Regions from separate parts of the Macaca mulatta genome. Here region 1 is linked to region 2. A link is a contact called in public Hi-C data. All regions are on one chromosome and are shown on one strand. Each heading gives the region's core, a stretch centred on a gene start, on an enhancer-like site or on the middle of the called end of the contact. The rest is flanking DNA. Distances are from core to core; before and after follow the strand shown.

Region 1 (3,141 bases), core at 168-2,667, 150 kb before region 2:
TCCTGAATATATAGAATTCCCCAAAAGACAATTCATTTACTACCAGAGGTTTATTTGTCCATATGGGGGACATAAAAAAAATACCAGAGGTGAGCTCCCCAGGTCTTCTTCCAAATACAATTCACTTCGACTTAAATACAAAATCCTGGGGTGGATTTTACAACTTAATTTGACCCTAAGTAGCTGCTCTTCTTCCCTTCAAAAACAATCTGCTCCTCCTTCCCATATCTCACTTAAATGTGGGCGTCTCCATCCTTCGAAACACACAGGCTAGAAAGTCTGAGTTGTTCCCTATTCCTTATTTCCCTCACAGTAAGTCACCAAATTCTGTGGACAGTTCTGTGGAAAGGTCTCAAATCTCTACCTCTTTCCCTTCCATATCACTGTCAAAATGATGTCCCTGTAAGGTAAGTCTAAGCCTGTCAATGCTTAGCTTAAAATTCTCTATTTACTCCAGCCTGATTACAGCAAAGTCCGTCAAAACAGCCCAATATAACCTAGAGGTAGTACTATGACCTAAAGCTCACTGTACTGTGAAAACAACCCAGCTTTCCAGTTCTATTTTCCTCAGCTCTACTTCACCCCCAGCATCTTTCTTCTAATATCCACTTTTCATACTTCTGTGGGCCACTTATACTCCAGAAGCCTTAATGTGAATTATTAGCCAAGCATGAACCCAGTTATATAGCACAATGAACGTGTCAAGCTGGCCCTGGGAATCGTAACAAGTATGCAATTAAACTTAATTCACACTCCTGTGTGCAAAATGGAGAAACCCAGGGAAACAGCTGTTCGAAGAGGGGGCCTTATACCCACCCATTTGAGCTTGCCTTCCGAGAGCGAGTAGGCTCGGCACGTGAACCGTCAAGAGCGAGGCCACAACCCACCTGGAAGCCGAAGAACAGGGTCGGCTTTCTGCACCCAGCTCTGTCTGGTACCAAACCCAACTATTTTGAATCAGAGACGAACAGGACCAAAGGAGGGAAGTTTCAACACCCAACCTAAGAAGCCCCAAGAGGCGCAGGGTCCGTTAACCCTGCCCAACTCCACGCTCCTTGGAAAACGAAAACAAACTCTGGTTTCTCTTCAGCGTTCACCTCTCTGAGCCCAAACGGATCTGTAAGTCCAACTCTATACCTTAATCATCAATCTTTCCCACTTGAACCCCGTCCCAGCCTAGCCCATCCTTTCAGCGCGCCGACTACCCCATAGGTCATCACAGCTCTGTCTCTTTTCCCAATTTCGAGAGCGGAAAGAAACCCCTCCCTCTTCTCCGTTACCTGCCGCGGGCACTCCCCTTCTTGGTACCGGGTCGATCGGAACTCCTGTTCCAGCTTGATTTCCACCCTAGTTGCAACGTTCAACCCACGTTCCCCGCGGACTGCTCCTCCCCCACTCGCGTTTCCACTAGGAAGGCGGCTTCCGGCTTCAGTCCGCGGCAAAAGAGTCCTCCTTCCTGCTGCACGCAGGGCCTGAAAGAACGGAGGCGCGGCGGGGAAGGTGAAGACGTGAGCACTTCCGGTCGCGCTCCGCAGAGGCGTGGCTGTCCGCCCTGTGGCCGCAGACGCAGTTGCGACTGCGGCGACGAGCAGGGGCGGGGCCGGTGGTTGCTGAGCCCGCCATGTGTGAGTGGCTGGGTTTGGGGAGGCGACGTTTCTGGAAGCTGCTGGAAAGCGCCCGAGTGGCGGAGGTGGCGCCAGCGGCCAGGGGGTGGGGCGTGATTAAAACTAGTGCGCGGCCTGCTGCGGAGGGATTACGCTGAGGAAAGAGACCGGCTTCTGCGTCGCTGTTCCGTGGTCCGCGCGAGCGTGATCGGGAGCCGCTGGGCCCTGGGGTGACCCGCGGAGGTGGGAGAGGGAAGGGCTCCCGAAGCCGGCGGAGGTGCCATGGAGCCTCTCCGCCGGCGTGGCCTTCACAGCTGGGTCGCGCTGGGCATCCGTAGTCCGCTCTCCCAAAGCCTCGGTGGAGCCGAAGCTGCCACAGAGTGCATGTTCACAAAGGGTCATCACACACGGAGCTGCCCCTCCCTGTCTCCCTAGAGCCCATCTTCGAGGCCAGGGGCTTTTCTACCAGGATTCTGGGGTGTTTCTCCTCCTTTCCTCCCTCCCAGATCTTCTCACGGTAAGGGGAGCAGCGAAAGCACAGGGACTTTGCATTCCACGACCCGTTCTGACTAGTCAGCAGCCGTTCTGTCCCTGCTGCACTAATTCCAGCTGCCCTGCCTTGTTTTAACTTCAGAGAAAGGGGGAATTCTCATTTGATAAGTTTAAGCCTCTGCTTTCGTAGGAAGGTCATGTGGCTTAAGGGACATCGTGACCGCGTATGCTATTTCTGCCTGTGCATTCTAAATCTTGGGGGCAGCATATTCCAGAAGTCCTTTTGGTCGATTGGTTATGTGTCCTAGGATAACATTTTGTAGTTTCAGACCATTTCTTTACAGACTAACCACAATTGGTATTTTGGAGTGTGGGGTTTTTTAGTCGTCTCAAACTAAATGATTATATTCTGGAATAATGCTGATAATTTGGGTAGGGTGGTATGGAGGAAACAAGTCTCGTGTAGAATAAATTATTTAGTAAGAAGGATTTTAGTTTTTGGTACTTCTGAATGCAAATGGCCAAGGAATCCAGCAGAGTTTGTTGGGGTTTCTCCAGACAAAAATAGGCTGGTTAGTTTACCTTTTTCTGTTGCTTTACTAGATTATTAATGTATTTGTATATTTAAGATCTAGCTAGTTAGGTTTTTATGAATTGTGATTAAAATTGGAGAAAGTAGTACTTCCTCCTGAATAGCCAAAACTCAGAGGGTTGTTTTCTTGCTCACCACTGCTACTTCCATTTTTAGAATGGAATACACTATTTGTAAAAAACAGACTAGCTGAGTGTTAACTCATAAATTGAACAAAACAATTGGTTCAGTTAAAATATAGCTGAAATTGTAAGACTGCAAAATAACATCACCAAACTGAATTATATTTTTTAAAACATTGTTGTCTGCAAAGTTGAATTTTAGTCTTTTAGTGTAAATTTGATACTTTTTCAGAAAAATAATTAGTAACAGAAACAAAATGGAGGTGGGGCTTGAGTTGTAAAGAGAAAGGAAAGGATTTTAGTGTGTTCTGTGTTTTCGCTGTAGAGCTTT
Region 2 (3,023 bases), core at 343-2,842:
TTCATGTGCGTGTGTGATATATTGTCCATTCACTGAGACTATAATCCCTGAGACCAATAGTATATTTTCTTTTAAAAAAGAAATCAACATTAAAACAGGAAAGGTTATCTAAGCTTACTCTTAAGTAGTTTAATACATTTGAGGAAATAAATTAGGTTAGGGATGCTTATAAGCAATACAGAAAATCAAATTAACACGACGTAGGTGATTTATTCCAACTTTGATCTGTTACATTTGGAGGAATTGGCTGTTGGATTTAGAAGTGCACAAAATACCATTAGAGAGTGAAAAAAAGGGAAGTCTGTTATAACCGAATAGGGGCGTGGTCTGCTCAGGCTAAAAGGAATAGATAGTAGTTTCATAAAGGACTGATATAACTGTAGAGTCTTCAGAACTGGGCACTACAGCCCGCACATTTTCTCTACAGACGTAAGTATGTCTATTAATACCAGTCAGCTTGGTGAGTTAGAGAAACCATAGCCTGTGGATTTGGGCACATGCACTCTCTGCCTGCATCTAATCCTTCGGGTAACCGTATACCTACAACTCCAGTAATCCTAGAGCGGTTACATGGATGCACTAAGTGGTGTGATGGGAGGGAAAGATAGCATCACAAGGATTCGTTTGATTATAACAGTAATCCACACCAAGCCAAATAAAACAGCCAAACAGTTTAGAATGTGGTCTCTAATGAATTTGCTAATTCTACCAGGGCCTCACAAACATTTCCTGCTAGAGTACCCCATATCAAAACGAAGTGGCTGTTCTTTAATTACATGGAATAATTATTTGATTTCCAGGAAGTTAAGACAGTGCTTTGTATTTAAATAAAAAGTTCTAGACATGCTGTGAAACTCGATCAAACCAAGAAAAAGGGTGAAACTGAATGCCTGCTCAGTGACTCAAGATTTCAGCTGCTCAGCGAGCCTGACGTGACGGCTTATGAGCCCAGAAAAGGGGCATTTTAAACCCGGCTGGTTGGATCATGTCACTTTCTTACAGAAGCCCTGCCTTTCCAGAGACCTCAAGTGTAACGCAATCAGAGACCTTTGAGGGGCTAGAGGCTCGGCGGCTTCCGCCCCTCGGCACCAGCAGAGACCCCCGTTTTCAGGGGACATGACCCCATAGTGTCCCCCTCACTTTTTAAGGGCCATTAAAAGCCTGGGGCCTCTTATCTCAACGGCTTTGGGCGTGAATGTGGGGCAAGAGGGGGGGGGAGACCTGTGGGTGTCTCTTTTGCCTGAGGAGTTGGAGACACTTGTGGAAAAGTCAGGCCCTTTTCGCTCCGGCGGCCGCTCCGGTGTGGGGCTGGCTTGGGTTAGACACATGCACACATACACCATAGAGCTCTGCTTTCCCGTAGCAGCTGCTGCCTCTGCCTCTGCCTCTCCCGCCTCAGCCTCTTTGCCCGGCATACACACACATTCAGATTTGCGCGCTGTTTCAATCCTTGATGACGTGTCCCCGGAGACAGCCAATAGCAAACGGGCTCTGGTCAGGACAATGGGAGGTATCGGGCCAATGAGCGAGCCCCGTGAGTTGGCGGTAGCCAATAGGAGCCGCGCTGGCTGGAGAGTAATGTTACAGAGCGGAGAGAGTGAGGAGGCTGCGTCTGGCTCCCGCTCTCACAGCCATTGCAGTACATTGAGCTCCATAGAGACAGCGCCGGGGCAAGTGAGAGCCGGACGGGCACTGGGCGACTCTGTGCCTCGCTGAGGGTGAGTCTGGGGCAGCGCCGCGGCGGGGAGAGCGCCTCCGGCAGCTCCCCAGCCCGCGCGACGGCCGGATCCCCGCGGCCGGGAGCCGGCGGGTCAGGATCCACACAAAGGCAAATGAGGGGGGACCGTGGGGGGAACTGCGCACGGAGCGAGCCTCTGCCCGGGCGCCGGGAACGCTGCCCCGCGCCGGAGCCCCGGCCCTCAGGCAGCCTGAGGCGCCGGGAGCCCCGCGCCCCGCGAGTTTCCACCCCCGGCGGCGTCCGCGCTGACTGGCGCAAAAAAAAAAAAAAAAAAAAAAAAAATTTTTTTTTAATTAAAAAATTTTTGAACGTGTTTTGGGCCCTCGGGCCGGGCGTTCGGGCGGGCGGCGTGCGCGGAGCGCGGCCGGGGCGGCGGGGCCGGCGCGGCTCGGCGGCGGGAGGGCAGCGGCGGCGCTTCCCCGGGCTGCATTGGCCGTCGCCGCAGCGAGCCAGGCGCCAGCGGGGAGCGCGGCCGGTCGGGCGGGCGGCGGGGCGGGCGGGGCGCCGCGGCGGGCGAGGGCGGCGCGGGGGCCCGGGGGCGGCAGTGCGGGCCCGGCCGGCCTCGGCCCGGGCGCGGCGGCGGCGGCGGCCGGGCGGCGGGGGGAGCGGCGCCGCTGCGCTCGCTGGAACATGGCTGACTCGGGCCCGGCGCTGCTGGCTGGAGAGAAAACAAGGCGGGCGGGCGGGGGAGCTGGGCGCAGCAGTTCCGAGGCAACTTTTTTTTTCCTCTCTCTTTTCACAGCCCCGCGTTCCCCGTGCGGGGGCGGCGGGGCGCGCGGCCCGCGCGGAGGGAGACGGGGAGTGGCGGGCGGGTGGGCCCTCGGGCGGCCCCCACCGCGGCGGGGGGAGGGGAGCGGCGCGGAGGGGAGGGCCCGGCCGCGCGCCCCCCCCCCCTCCCCCGGCCGTAATGGCCGAGTGTGTGCGCCAGAGCGCGGCGCGCACCCCGCCCGCCGCCGCCGCCGCGCCCGCACCCTCGCACTCACACTCACACACACTCACACACACACACACACACACACACACAAAGGGAAGGAGCCATATTCTCGCTCGCGCTCGCCCTCGCGGCGGCGGCGGCGGCGGCGCAGGCGGGGAAGACGCGCAGCGGCCATTCCGTGCGCGCCGGCCCCGGCGGCCGCGGGCGGAGCCAGCCCCCATTTCGAGCGGGGCTTCTCCCTGCGCGGAGCCTGACAAAATGGGGGCGGCGGCGGCGCGGGCCTGCGGGGCCTGCCGGGTGCACGTGGCGGCCTCGGGCCTGGGAGCCGGGCCGCGTCGGCCGCGCGGCCAC

The links. A called contact is a pair of places that touch in the nucleus more often than the background predicts.
Region 1: a Hi-C map of fetal cortex germinal zone shows a contact between it and region 2, with 4 times the contacts expected there. The contact joins the promoter of USPL1 here to the promoter of HMGB1 in region 2. A contact is called at or near these places in 7 of 14 Hi-C or Micro-C datasets (CD4 T cells, blood, cortical neurons and 4 more).

What each region holds. Positions count from the first base shown.
Region 1 is chr17:10,473,097-10,476,237 of T2T-MMU8v2.0, reverse strand. It overlaps USPL1 (ubiquitin specific peptidase like 1), which reads right to left and starts at 1,417. Exons shown (of 11, transcript XR_013407854.1): 1 at 1,281-1,417. It also overlaps a transcript of HMGB1 not described here.
Region 2 is chr17:10,324,371-10,327,393 of T2T-MMU8v2.0, reverse strand. HMGB1 (high mobility group box 1) reads left to right here and starts at 1,592. Exons shown (of 5, transcript NM_001265806.1): 1 at 1,592-1,718.